Linked DNA regions of Hordeum vulgare: region 1 is linked to region 2. Evidence: chromatin contacts called from public Hi-C data. All regions are on one chromosome and are shown on one strand. Each heading gives the region's core, a stretch centred on a gene start, on an enhancer-like site or on the middle of the called end of the contact. The rest is flanking DNA. Distances are from core to core; before and after follow the strand shown.

Region 1 (7,356 bases), core at 4,004-6,503, 220 kb after region 2:
GTTGAAACTTCTTAGATGCAAATGCAAAGAAGACATGAGCACAATGCTATCTTGCTTAAGGGTCACGGATGTGACATTTTTTAAATGGGAAGTCATCGATCAGTGTCACCACCACTTGTTTGAATAGTTGTCACAACATTATAGTACATGTCCTTTATGAGGGTAATGTACTTTGCAAAGACTTTGTGTTTATGCAAGGCCCACCACACGACATTCCGTGGTATCTTATCATAGGCCTTCTCCAAATCAATGAACACCATATGCATGTCCTTATTTTGCTCCATCAATCTCTTCATAAGTTGTCATACCAAGAAAATGGCTTCCATGGTCAACCTCCCACGCATGAAACCAAGTTGGTTTTTGGTCAGGCTTATCGTTCTTATTAAGTGGTGCTCAATGACTCTCTCACATAACTTCATTGTATGGCTCATCAGCTTAATTCCACGATATATAGTACAACTCTGAACATCCCTCTTGTTCTTCAAGGTTGGCACTAATATATTCCTCCTTCATTCTTCAGGCTTTTTGTCCAAAAAATGAGGTTGAAAAGCTTAGTTAGCCATACTATTGCTATGTCCCTGATGCCTACCTCGATGGGGATACAATTAGGCCCCTTCATCGTGCCTCCTTTCATCCTCTTCAAAGCCTCCTTCACCGCTGACTTCTGGATTCGCCGCACAAAACACCTTCTAGTATCATCAAACAAGTCGTCCAGTTCAATGGTAGAGCTCTCATTCTCCCAATTGAACAACTTGTCGAAGTACTCCCACCATATATGCTTAATATTCTTGTCCTTCGCGAGGAGCCGGTCTGCTCCATCCTTGATACATTCGACTTGGTCAACATCCCTCGTCTTCTTCTCTCGGATCTTCGCCATCTTATAGATGTCCCTTTTGCCTTATTTCGTGTCTAACCACTGGTAGTAGTCCTCATACGCCTGACCCTTTGGTTCACTCACATCTCACGTTGCGGCCTTCTTTGCCATCTTATAGTTCTCTATGTTGTTCGCACTCCTATCGAGGTATATGCGTCTCAAACTAGCTTTATTCTCATTGATAGCCTTCTTAACGTCATTTTTCCACCACCAGGTATCTTTAGCCTAGCTTATACTTCCCCAAACTCCTTCGAGGCCACCTTATGAATGCAAGTTGCCATATTCAGCCACATATTGTCTACATCACCTCCTTCCTCCCAAGGACCCTCCTTAATGACCCTCTACTTTAACGCTAAAGCTACCTCCCCTTGAGCTTCCACCACTTCGTTCTAGCGACTTTGACAAAGTCGTCCCACTAGACACGAATCCGGAACCGGAAGTCATCAACCACAAGCTTTTGTTGGGGGACATCACTCTCTCGAGGTATCACCTTAAAATCTAGGCACACACGCGTGTCTTCTCTTCTCGAGACGATGAAATCAGTCTGGCTAGAATGTTGACCAGTACTAAAAGTCAGTAGATGCGACTCTCTCTTCTTAAAGAGGGTATCAGTTACGATCATCTCGTAGGCTGGAGCAAATCTTCTTCTTGTTCATAATTCCTCATGACGTAGCCAAATCCCCATGCATCCCTTCAGAATCTAGGTTAGTTGTGCCCACATGGCCATTGAGATCTCCTCCTATGAATAGCCTATTGCCATTGTGGCCTACTTTTGGGGCATACGGGCCAACAACATTGAGAACTAAGTTCCCAACTACCAGCTTGACCACGACAAGTAGGTCCCCACGTCTTTTGACATGTGACCCTACATACTTGAGGCTCTTGTTGATTAACATGCCTACTTCATTCCTCTTTGCAGCCATCCTCGTGTACTATAGCTTGAAACCGGTATCCTTCACCTCCTTCGCCTTCTGCACCCTTCATTTGGTGTCATGGACGCAAAGGATATCAACATATTTCCTCATTATTGTATCAACTAGCTCCCGAAGCTTACTTGTCATAGTCACTATGTTCCAACTATCTAAGCGGACCCTCCTAGGCTCGGCTAGCTTCCTTACCCTTCGCGACCGTCGAGTCAAATGCGAAGACCCTTGATCATTTTCCACTACTCCCAGACATTGATGTAGCACAACAATACGGATGCGATGATCCGATCCGTGCTCACTTGCCACTGTGTCCAGATCAAGATAAAATGCACCACCAGGGGGGTGACGGCCCGACCTTTGCTCATTTAACCTCACACATGGGTTCCGATGTGGTTGTTGATGAGAGGGTTACGCCCCAACAGAAATATTTTGGGTTTCATCTCCATAAGAGCGGTAGAGTTTTGACATTGGCTCGTCAAGCCTATCACAACCCTCCTCATTTACCCAGGATTGGGACCGGCAATGCTCAGACGACATAGGTAGAGTATGTTTGAAAAATGATAAAATGCTCATGAATTCAAAAATATTTATGGTTTTGAAGAAAACATAAAAATCAAACATATTCGCAAACTTTAAAAATAGCTTATCTTAAAAAATGCGTACTTGTTCAAAAAATGTTCATGAAACTCAAATTAATTGCAATTTAATAGAAATGTTCACGAAAATTTAAATATTTCTTGTGAATTTTAAACATTGTTCCGAGATTTAAAAAAACAAAAGCACTACAAGGGTGGAGGTGTGATTTCTAAGCGTGCCAGTTAGGCTCCACAGTTTTCGCTAGCGGGTCAACGCCTCCTACCACCTCCGATGGCCTCACCATGACTGGAGAGTTGGTAGGGCTTGATCAACCGCACGTCTAGCGGTTCATCCTTGGGGTTTCATAGCGGTAGCGGATTGGGTAGTCTTCCCTAATCAACCTCAAACTCTGGTGAGGCTTCCAGTTTTGGTCCTGGTGTTGTTTGGGTGGTTGTAATAACCTACCTCTCACATCTACTCCCCTTGTGGTGGCATGTTTGGCGTGAGATTCCTCGTTGATTCCAATTGGACTTGGTGTGTCGGAGTTCCTTCTCCCCCCCCTCAGTGTCATCGAGGTGATGTTGGAACCAGTGGCATAGATTCATGTCGTTCTTTGCGAGCAGTGAAGTTAGGGTGTGTACTGACGTGTACACGAGAGAGCAATCGTAGAACAAGATCGAGGATTTCAAATTGATAAAACATCCTCCTGACAACGATCTTTTTGCTAGGATGTTGCCCAAAGACTTCCCCTTTCATCGAGAAGGTCGAGGAACATGCGAACCAAAGATGGTGGCGGCGCGCCTCCGGCTTGCTCCAACGATTGGGGTTATGAGGCGTTCCATTCCATGGGCTTGTTTATACTTTCTTCTTTGTTCAATGTGCCTTGTACCTTTGGTTGGACGCTCAATTGATTTGAGGTCCTTTTTGCAAAGCAACAATTCACTAAAAGTTTATAGATTAGAAAAATCACAGATTCAAAAAATGTTCATGGATTTAAAAGATATTCCCAAATTTAAAAAAAAACTTAGTTGATTCAGAAAAATCAACTATTCAAGCAAATGCCCACGAGTTTGAACAAAATGCTAAAAAATTCAGGACAAATCATGATTTGTTTTAATAATTTGAGCAATGGACATGATTTAAAAAAGTATTAGCTATTTCAGAAAAATAACGTATTCGAATGATGTACAAGGTTTGAAAAAATATTGATGAATTAGAAAAATGTTTGAAAAAATGAAATGTAAAAATAAATAAAAAAGGAAATAAAAAATGAATGTTATTTTAAACAAAATCAAAATAAAATAAAGAAATAAAAGAAAAAGGGATCATGAGAAAATAGGAAAAGAAAAGAAAAATAGAAAAGGATAAAAGAAAGAAATTTCTAGGAAAAAACAAACAAAGAAAAGCCGGTTGAGGGAAAGTTACAAAACTGTGGGAAAAAACAAGTATTGTCAAATAGAGGACATGCTGAGTCAGCGCCTTCAGCATCCACTAGCGAGTCTGGAGCTCACAGGAGTCTTAACCGGGTCGTGGCCCATTAAGCGCTTCGTGTTCTTGCTCGCCTGCTGGTCTTTGCGCTTGCACGGTTTTTTGTTTTCCTAGCGAGGCTTGCATGGGTGTTCGTGGTTGACTGACGAAGTTAACCGGATTGGCTTACAAATTTCAAAAAAATCACAAAAATCTGAAAAGTTCACTGAATTCCTTGAAAGTTGGTAAATCTCAAAAACGCTATTCAATTTTGAAGAAAAGTTTACGAATTTGAAAAATGTTTATCAATTTTTAGAAAGAGTTTATTGATTTTATAAAAGTTCATGCAATTTTGTAAAAATGTTCACTGATTTCAAATAACTTGATCAAATTTGAAAAAAAATGTCTTTAAATGCGATTTTTTTCATAAACTTAAAGAAGAGTCATTGTTTTTTTTTGCAAAAATTGAGAAAAGTCCACACATCTGCAATAGAAAAAGGAAACAAAAACGAAAGAGAAAAAAGATAAGAAAAAGAAAAAACCAACAAAACCGCGAAAAAGGAAAAGAATAGAAGGAGAAAAACGAGTTACTTGTCACATATGGTGGGCTGTCCATGACTCTGTGCATTTTAAAACCGAAATAAAAACCATACCGACAATAAACCAAGCCAAACCAATTTAATGGGTTTTATGGTTTATGGTTTCGGCATGGTATGAACTTTTCATACCATTTTGGACTTTGTTTTTTGATGGTATATACCCAAAAACTGAATAGTTAACCGAATAAACCAAAATAGAATTATATATATATATCTGGAGGCGAACAACCATATAACTAGTTCTTTTTTTGTATAGGAGCCAAATTTCCTGTTAAGCACATTCATCTTTTTGTAGCGTAGATATTTCTTTTCCAAAAAAATGCTAAATATGTCCATAACCATTGAAACCATGCATGAATATACACTTACATATAGCTATGTACTCTTTGTAAAAAAAATGGATATGTTCTGAGTCATAAATTTGTAAGCTATTATACATCATTTTTAATTCACCACAACTTTGGTTTTTATGGATATACCGCAACCATACCTAAATAATATGGCATGTACCCAAACTGAACTATATTTGAATTTCCTACATTATTTAGCGAACTATTAATACCCTACAAATCGGAAAACCATATTAATCGAACCATGTAAACCGAATAAACCGAATACATAGGGTTTGTAGTCCGAAGTAGTTGCTGCGTTGCTTTCTTATGGTCTAGGTTCCAGGTTCGAATCCATCGCTCCCCACCCTTTTTCCAGTTTTTAGAAAAATGAGAATAAAATCAACTAGACTGGCCCAAGATCACGAAAGGGGGTGTGCGCTGCAGGCGCCTGTTAGCAAATGCTCTATAACTGACGCCAGCAGCGCCAAATAGGGTTTGCCCATGGGGAGTGTATGCGATGTGTTGCTACTTGATGGCGTCCCTATGTTAGGATGCCAGCGAGATAGAGCATCCGCTCGCTGAAGGGATGTGGCTATGGGCCCGCCCAGTTGCAATAAGCATATGTTTCAGAATTCGATCGATTCTTTCCTTAGTCCGTTCCTTGATTTCATTTTTTGTTTTATTTTAATGAAAACTAATAGTACATATATTTTTCAAAATCTTAAATTTTAATAAATGTTGTTGCACCTTTAAAAACTGTTGATAGCATTTGGAACAAATGTTTTAGGATGTATTTGTTTTTTTTCATATACTCAAATAACAAAATTTAGAAAAAATGTGTTAGAAAAATGTTAATCATGCATTTTAAAAATCTTAAATCAATATAGAAAAAATATTGCGTGTCTCAAAGAAAAATATACATATAAAGACAAGTATAAGAAAAAAATATTTAACATATATTTCAACATGCTAAGTGTTTATTAAAATGTTTCATATGTATACGAAAAACGTTGAACGTGTATTAAAAAGTGGAACACAAAAATATATATTTTACGAAATTTTCATTATGTGTAAAAATGTTAATAATTTACTTAAGAAATGTAAAGTAGAACATTTTTAAAATTTTAGCATAAAAACAACATGACCTCCAAGACAGGGTTACCGTACCACTCTGGAGTAGTACATGACCTTGTTGACCTACGAGGTTTGTAGTAACTTGATCATGAAGCTTTGTGATCACTATTATCAGCTTCCACTTCAATTGATGCATGCGCCACAGAAGCAACTTCTCGTGCCCTGCTAAACACTGGTTGAAGTGATGGTTCAATAACTTCATCAAGTTCCACCATCCTCCCACTCAATTCTTTCGAGAGAAACTTTTTCTCGAGAAAGGACCTGTTTCTAGAAACAAACACTTTGATTCCGGATCTGAGATAATAGGTATACCCAACTATTTTGGGTGTCCTATGAAGATGCATTTATCCACTTTGGGTTCGAGCTTATCATGCTGAAACTTTTTCTCATAAGCATCACAGCCCCAAACTTTTAAGAAACGACAGCTTAGGTTTCTCCAAACCATAGTTCATACGGTATCATCTCAACGGAATTATGTGGTGCCCTATTTAAAGTGAATGCGGTTGTCTCTAATGCATAACCCAAAAACGATAGTGGTAATTCGATAAAAGACATCATAGTATGCACCATATCCAATATGGCGTGGCTATGACGTTCGGACACACCATCACATCATGGTGTTCCAGGTGGCATTAGTTGTGAAACAATTTCCACGTTGTCTTAAATGTGTACCAAACTTGCAACTCACATATTCATCTCCACGATCATATCGTAGAAATTTTATACTCTTGTCACGACGATCTTCAACTTCACTCTGAAATTACTTGAACCTTTCAATAATTCAGACTTGTGTTTCATCAAGTAAATATACCAGTATCTACTCAAATCATCTGTGAAGTAAGAACATAATGATATCCACTATGTGCCTCAGCACTCATTGGACTGTATACATCAAAATGTATTACTTCCAACAAGTTACTCTCTTGTGCCATCTCACTGAAAATGAGGCCTTCAGTCATCTTGCCCATGATATGCATGTCTCAAGTGATTCAAAATCAAGTGAGTCCAAACGATGCATCTGCATGGAGTTTCTTCATGCGGTCACACCAATAGGCATGGTTGGCATGTCTCAAACGATTAAAAAAGGAGGAGTCCAAAGATCCATCAGTATGGAGCTTCTTCATGCGTTTTAAACCAATATGACTGAAGCGGCAGTGCCACAAGTAAGTGGTACTATCATTACAACTTTGTATCTTTTGGCATCAAATATTATGAACATGGGTATCACTACGATCAAGATTCAATAAACCATTGAAGGTATATATTTAAGCAAATAGAATAACCATTATTCTCTTTAAATGAATAATCATATTGCAATAAACACGATCTAATCATGTTCATGCTCAACGCAAACACCAAATAACATTTATTTAGGTTCAACACTAATCCCGATGGTAGAGGGAGCGTGTGATGTTGGATCACATCAACCTTGAAATTTCTTCCAATAC
Region 2 (7,578 bases), core at 1,978-4,477:
TCAAACTATCAAAGTAACGAACGCGAATCATATGAACATGATGAAACTAGCATGACAGAAATTCCCGTGTGTCCTCGGGAGCGTTTTTCCTCCTATAAGACTTTGTTCAGGCTTGTCCCTTGCTACAAAAGGGATTGGGCCACTTTGCTGCACCATTGCTACTACTTGTTACTTTTCACCTGCTACGTTTCACCTCACTACACCATCACTTGTTACCGCTACTTTCAGTGCTTGCAGTTATTACCTTGCTGAAAACCATTTATCAGAGCCTTCTGCTCCTCGTTGGGTTCGACACTGTTACTTATCGAAAGGACTACGATTGATCCCCTATACTTGTGGGTCATCAGCGTCTTCAAGGCACAGCTGCTGAAGAGCGTGCAAAGAGCGTCTAGGTCGTCTGTGATGGCGAGGCGACCAGGCTTGTCGTCAAGGTGCCGCTCACCGGAGAGGACGCAGAGGCTGCCAATGTCAGTGGCAAGATCGTCGATGGGATCGGCAGTGCAGCCTGCGGGGCAGGCATAGCCGACGATCAGCACCGCGGAAGCCTCCGCGAAGGCCAGCTCCACGGGCGTTGCTCGCGTGATGCCAGCGGCGATGTCCCTGCTTTTTCCTCCCGCGCGTCGCGACAACTCAGGTGGTGGCAACTGGCGGCGGTGCACACAAGCCGGCGACGGATCCAACGGCTTTGTGGGCGGCACAACTCCGGGTGGCGAGATGGTGGTGGCACGGCTGCTTAGCTGTTGGGCGACACGATGGCTGGCGGTGGCGCCCTTACGACCCAGATTTGGGCACGTTTGGGCCCATCTGGGTGTGGGGAGGCCTGGCATGGGCTTTCCGATGTCATCTCCGGCGGACGGAGGTGTAGCTCGTGCTAGGGTTGACGGATACGGCAACACACGCACTGCACCGCGACGCCGGGAGCTTCACGAGCCCATTTCGGGCTCGGTCGGGCAGGGGTGCGTGGTGCCTGGTTTGCTCCTGAGCTGCGTCCGGTCGGTTACCGTCGAGGATGGTGGAGGTTGTCCCCTCTCGCATGGCTTGTAACCCTATCGCTCCCCGTCCCCGGCTGCTCCCTCTTGATCTCGCCCGTCTTGCTTCGCTTGCCACTGTGAGACGGCGATGGTGACTGCGAGACTGTGGTGGCGCATATTGGGGGACGACAAGTAAAGTGGATCGCGAAGGATCGTTCGGGGTCGTGCTTAGTTGATGGTTCGGAGGAATCCTTGTCGGCTTGTCTGCACCGACGCGGTGACGCATGTCGGCGTCGCCATACCTTCCTGAAGGGCGTCAAATTTGCCCCTTCCCCCACGCCCCTCACGTACCGGGGGAAACCCTAGGACTTGTCCGGGTAGCAGCGGCATAGTCGACACGTTCCTTCTTGAAGGTGTTACTTGGTAGGCGACATTTCAGAGTGCTAGGAGCGTGGTGGAATTCTCCGGTGGGCGCAGCGATTGCGAGTCATCTTTGTTTTTCGTTGATCCGACGTTGTTGGCATTTTATCTGTGTGGTTTCTCTTTTTTTGGGCATGCTTGTGTTGAGGCCCCAACAATTGTATCGGATGGTTGCTATATCAATATAGCGGGGCGAAAGCCTATTTCGGTAATAACTGGTGAATTTTGAAAGAAAAAGGGAATGATGGTGTTTTTTTATTTAGGCTCCATTATTATGGTGTTATTTTTGTAATTTATTCTCTTTGACAACTCAATATGCTTTTGTGTTGTGCTTTGATAAAAAAAACGATGACAATGAGTAAAGGTCATTGCGAAGGAGTACAAGTGAGCATAGTGAAACAATATGCAAAACACAAGGACCACTTATTTTAATATCCTATTAGTCCAAAATCCAGATTGCTTGAAGAAAGATACACCTATACACGTGTGTTATCAATCAATGGAAATGTAGTGAAAAGCATCATAGGCACCAGCTTATCATGTCAACGGGGTGGATAAAGATAAATAATGGAGAAGGAAGATCGGCGTTTGTTTGGTGGGATATGAGAATAAAATGCATATTAGAAAAAAAACAGTTAAGGAAGGGTCGAAGTAGGATAAAATACAACCCATATTATTTTGTTGTTTCGTGGCAACGCGCGGGCATTCAGCTAGTAGACATACCTTCAAAGGAGCATACGACAGCATGCGTGCTCAGCTGTGTGATCATGCTACTAAGAAACGTTGTGTTCCCCCTCTCAGCCGCCCTTTGCCACTCCTACGCCATGAGCACAATCACGTGTGACTTGTTGATGCCAGGTCGCACATGAGTGCAACGCGTCGTTGCTATTTTGTAGATGTGTTGGGTTTTTTCACGAAGAGGAAAAGATGATGTAGTATGGAAGGAATAAGTATTTTTTAGTGAGAATCAAGGTTTATCAAATCAATAGAAGAAGCACACAATCAACCGTCGAAAGTAACTACACAAACAAGAGCAAATACTTGCACCCAACACGGTCAAAAAGATTGTCAATCCCCATATACTCGTTAATTGCAAGGATCAAATCTCATAGTGGTTGGTATATAAATTGCAAATAAATTAAATATAAATACATAATACACATTATCCGAATACATGTTCAACATTTCTAAACGGTACATTGGACATTCTTTTCAATACATAGTGAACTTTTCAAACACACGTTGAATTTGATTTTAATTTGATAAATATTCTTGTAAAAGGTGCAAAATAATTCTCAGGCATTTTTTTTGAAGATTTTCTATAAATAGCACAAATGAATTTATACATGTTATGAACATATTTTCTAAATTTTGTGAAGAAAATTTGCATTTCATGAACATTGTTTCCAATGTTATCACATTTATTAATGTCATGAACAAATTTTTAAATGGTAAATGTTTTGGAAAATGGTGCCAACCAGGTTTTACATTTTCATGAGCATTTGTAGATAATGTCGTGTAAACATTTTTAAATGTGTGAATATTTCTTAAATAAAACAAACATTTTCGAAAATTGCTTGAACAAATTTATATTTTTCAAACATTCTTTCGACAGACATTCAACATATTTAAAAGATTTGTAAACAAGTCCTTATAATTTATATTTAGAATAAATTTTAAATATGAACAAAAGTACACAAAGAAAACAATATAAAAAACGTAATAAAGCAAGAAAATAAAAGGAAAAAAGAAGAACATTTCTAGTAACCTTCTGAGCCAGGCCCATCTACGCAGACAGTGTGAGAGATGCGAGCGTTCTGCTCGCGGAAGGCCGGAAGCAGCTAGCCGAGGAGTAGTCCTTGCGGATCCTGCAAAGGTCATTTTTCGTAGTCTGAGGGTACAGCACTTGGCGCTCTTTGAGTCACCGCCACGTGTCATGTTCTGGACGCATATTTACAATTTTGTATTTTATTTTTCTATTCTTTGTATTATTATTTTGGTTTTATATCTTTTACCCGGTTTTCTCTAGATCTTTGGACAAAACTAATCAACTTTCTGTGTGAAAAAAATGTGTTTCTTTTCTTTTCGCAAGAGGGGAGAATTTATTTTTCGTGGATGCATAAATTCGCTTTTGCGAGAGAGACAGCCGTGCCATTTGAAAAATGAAAAAATGCATTTTTTTTGCTTCAGCGAGAAGTAGAGTTGTGCATCTAAAAAAACATGATTTTTTGCTTCCGTGAAAGGCACAATAACTGTACGTGGAGGCATAAATTTGCTTCTACAAGAGGCATAAAATAATGCATAACTTTTCATGCGAGAGACACATGCTTACTTCTCGTGGAGTCGCAGATTTGCTTTCGTGAGAGATACGACTATGCCTCTCAGAAAAAAAATCACGAAAGGTACATATTTACTTCTTATGAAGGCTCAAATTCGGTTGTCTCAAAAAAGGAAAAATGTATTTTACTTATTTTTCATGATAGGTCAGATTTGCTTTCCGTGGAGGCATAGATTTAACTCAGGCACAACTATGTCTCTTCAGAAAAGAAAAAAAAGTGAAAATAAAACGTGCTTTCAGTTCGGAGTTTTTGGTCTTTTTGTGAAAAAAAGATTGTTGAAACCTATCAACATGGGATGTAGTTTCAAAGATCACACTGCAAAGAACCAACGGTGAAAATGTTTCGGGAATTAGACGTACAGTTTAAAAGGTAAACTGTTTTAACTAAACGAAACTATGATAAAAGGGAAAGCTTTCATGTTGTGACAAGTAATGCACATGCAGTACGCCAGTTGTCTTAATATGGAAAGACGGGAATAAGCTTTGCAAAGAGTATTTCTTAATTAGTTATTTCGTCTGCTTGACAGAAGAGATACCATGGCATGCCCATGTTTCGACTATAGCAAAAATAGAAGCGGCCACGCTTGAAATGAGCGCAACAGTGGGCGGGCCCAGCATCAAAGCCGGCAAAGCTCTCATTTTCTCATTCTCTTTCGATATTTATAATGCTGTTGTTTGTATATTTCCAAATATTTTTGATATCAATATTAAAAAACACTCCATAAATTTATTTTAAATGTTAACCATGCAGTTAAAAACTATTACATGTGTATATAAAAATATTCCTGATGTATACGTAGATTTAAATAAAAAATATAAAAAGTGTACAAAAATTAGACAACAAACGTACATTTACAAAAACTGTAAATCATGGATTTTGAAAAAGTTAAACATGTATAAAAATCTATCCTGATGTATAGAACGAATGTAGAACGTGCGTAAAAAGTAGAAGTTTATATAGGGTCACGTTATTCATCACCTTGGATATATAATGTATATTTTCGGTGAAATGTTATAATGTATTCCAAGATGTTACCCGTGTATAAAAATAATTTTTCAAATGTGTACAAAAAAGTACAGTGTGTATGGAAAATAGGCATAAAAGCATATATGTCATAGAAGTGTTAATCATGTAATGTTTTTTAAATGCTAAACATATGTAAAAAATGTTCCTTATGCATACAAAAATATACAATCTATACAGAAAAACTAGATAAAAAATATTTGATAAAATCATTAATCAGGTACTTAAAAATATTCAATCTGTACAAAAAAAGTTTGAGATGGATAAGAAAATGTTTCACATATTTGAAAAATAATGTTAAACATGCATACAGAAAATGTACTTCGCATGTGAATAAATGTTTATTACCATTAAAATAATGTTAACCATATTTAAAAAGAGTTTAAAACAGGTGTTGTAAAAAATGTCTATTGTGTATCTAAAATGTTCAACATGTATCAACACCAAGGAAAACACAGCATGCTATACAAAATAATGGGGCACCTGAAACTATGCTATTAGCATGCTATAGAGCGCTATAACGTGCTATTAGCGAGACATTGATAATGATTAATTTAGGAAGACAATTTTCTACATGCTATAAAGTGTTATTAAGGTCGCACTATTTTTTGAGTGATCAATACTGTTTTTCTTGCACACTAAAAATGCACATGGTGTTTTAAAAATAGAAGACATTTACTGAACAAAGAAGTAACCATCGAAAACCCATGAAGAAACAAAGAGAAATGAAAAAAAACTGAAGAAAAAACAAATAAAACCAAACAATCCCGAAGAAAACCAATGAAAAAGAACCAAAAGAGTGAACACCGAGAAAAAAAAGAATACCAAAATAAAAGAAGAAAAAACATTGAAAAACAAGAAAATAAACAAAGGAACCCAAAGAAATCATAGAAAAAGAAAGAAAACTTTGTGAAACCAAGAAGGAAACAAAGAAAGACAGGGGAAAACAAGAAAAATAGAAAAAACAGGGAAGAAACAAAGAAAACCAAAAAGAAGACACAAAAGAAAACAAAAAAATAGAAAAACCCAAAGAAACAAGAAAAAATAGGGAAGAAACAAAGAAAACCAAAAAGAAAACACAAAAGAAAACAAAAAAAAAAAGAAAAACCCAAAGAAACAATAAAAAACCTGGACCAGAAGCCAGTACATCGATCAATCCCGAGCGAGCCAGCAAGGAGGAGAAATGGGCCGGCATTCACAACACGTCGTGAAAAATCTTCAAGCGAATGAAACATAGGACTCGCGAAAAGCCAGATATAGTGGCCACAATATGTAGATGCTCCGCAACAATTTGAGTTAGTATAACCACAAAACCTGGACATAGGGGTTCAAGTTTAGGTGCTGATGTTATTGGGTTCACCCACCTTGTGATTATATGTTGTTCATTATTCAGGTTTAGTTCGGTTTTAGGTAGGGGTTATGTTGGAAGGTTCTCGTTTATTGTTTACATTTACGGAAACTCTTGCCTTCAGCCGGCGGATCGCACACGAGCGATCTGTCACCTCTTCAATATGACGTGTGTACGCATTTCTGTCTATTCTTTTGCAACATCATTTGTGTTACAAAATTCTCTTTCGCAAAAACAGCCATATTGCAAAAACAAAAGAGACCAAATAAATGGCAAATATTTTCTGCAGTATTGTTTGTGTTGCAATTAATTTACCGCAATAACATTTATGTTTAAAAAATAGTGAAGAAGAAAAAATTCTACAACATCAACTATGTTGTAAAAGATTTCTGCAACATAAAGTTTGTTGCAAAGTATTTATGTAACAGGATGCTCGTTGTAAAAAATTTTTACAGCACTATCATTGTTGCAAAAAGTGAGAACGGTGTTATACACATAATAGATGAACGTTGTTCATCTGACGGTTGCCCGCCGCGTGGCGGATTTTTAAAAGATCCATGGACGGACGCGTAGCGTGGCCCTTACATTTATTATTTCATTGTTTTCTCCAACCGGTTGTACACTGTGTTTTTTACATTACACTTTTTTTATTTTGTTCTTCCATTTCTTTGCACTTAAAAAAGATGAACATTAAAATAAATTAAGATATTTTTGAAATACAGAAGAATTTTTCGAATTCTTTATATTGTCTAAGTTTTGGAATATTTTTGAAATAGGAGAATATTTATTATTTATGAATTCTCTAAAATTCGTGAGCTTTTTAATAAAATTTAAAATACTTTTTTATGTGAACATTTTATGATCTTAAATGATTTTAAACATTTTGAATATTTTCCATAAATGAGCAACAAAACCATTATAGTTTATGTTTAAAATTAATGAGCATTATTAAAATTCTGGAACAGATTTTTAAATCTGTTTATTTATTTCGATTTTTGGATTTTTGACTATTCTATAAAAGCATGGATTTTTTAATTCGCAGATATTATTTAAATTTAGATAAATATTTAAATTTTCTATTTTATAAATTTTATGACCATTTTTAAATAGTGGAACATTTTTAGAAATGTGGAGAAAATATTTTATAAGAAACAATTCTTGAATTATTGAACTTCATAGAGCTATTTGTTTCTCCCTACAATGCCTACTAGTTTTCTTGGTTTGCATTTTGTTTACAAATCTCACCTAATTTATTGAACTTCAATAATATTCGTCGGTAAAAGATTTGTGTCATGGGGAAGACACAACCAAACTTGCCTCCCTAATCCTAGATTACGTCCATGAATAAAAATATATGAAATAAAACATCATTTGTAGCTATAACTTCATGAATAATAGCTCTATGAAGACGACCGGATCCTTGCTTCATGTCCTTAACCACAAACTTATAGTATTTACTCTTAATTGCTCAGTTTAT

The links. A called contact is a pair of places that touch in the nucleus more often than the background predicts.
Region 1: a contact with region 2 is called in a Hi-C map of leaf, with 8 times the contacts expected there. The contact joins two enhancer-like sites. A contact is called at or near these places in 2 of 6 Hi-C or Micro-C datasets (leaf and seedling).

What each region holds. Positions count from the first base shown.
Region 1 is chr5H:414,230,543-414,237,898 of MorexV3_pseudomolecules_assembly, forward strand. No RefSeq gene overlaps it. Among protein-coding and RNA genes, the nearest start is that of TRNAK-CUU, 140 kb to the left of the region's middle. Within about 2 kb of position 5,254, at least 2 of the 3 cell types and tissues checked have open chromatin away from gene starts, as enhancers often do. A contact at or near this core is called in leaf, where this site is marked.
Region 2 is chr5H:414,012,769-414,020,346 of MorexV3_pseudomolecules_assembly, forward strand. No RefSeq gene overlaps it. Among protein-coding and RNA genes, the nearest start is that of LOC123395831, 75 kb to the right of the region's middle. Within about 2 kb of position 3,228, at least 2 of the 3 cell types and tissues checked have open chromatin away from gene starts, as enhancers often do. A contact at or near this core is called in leaf, where this site is marked.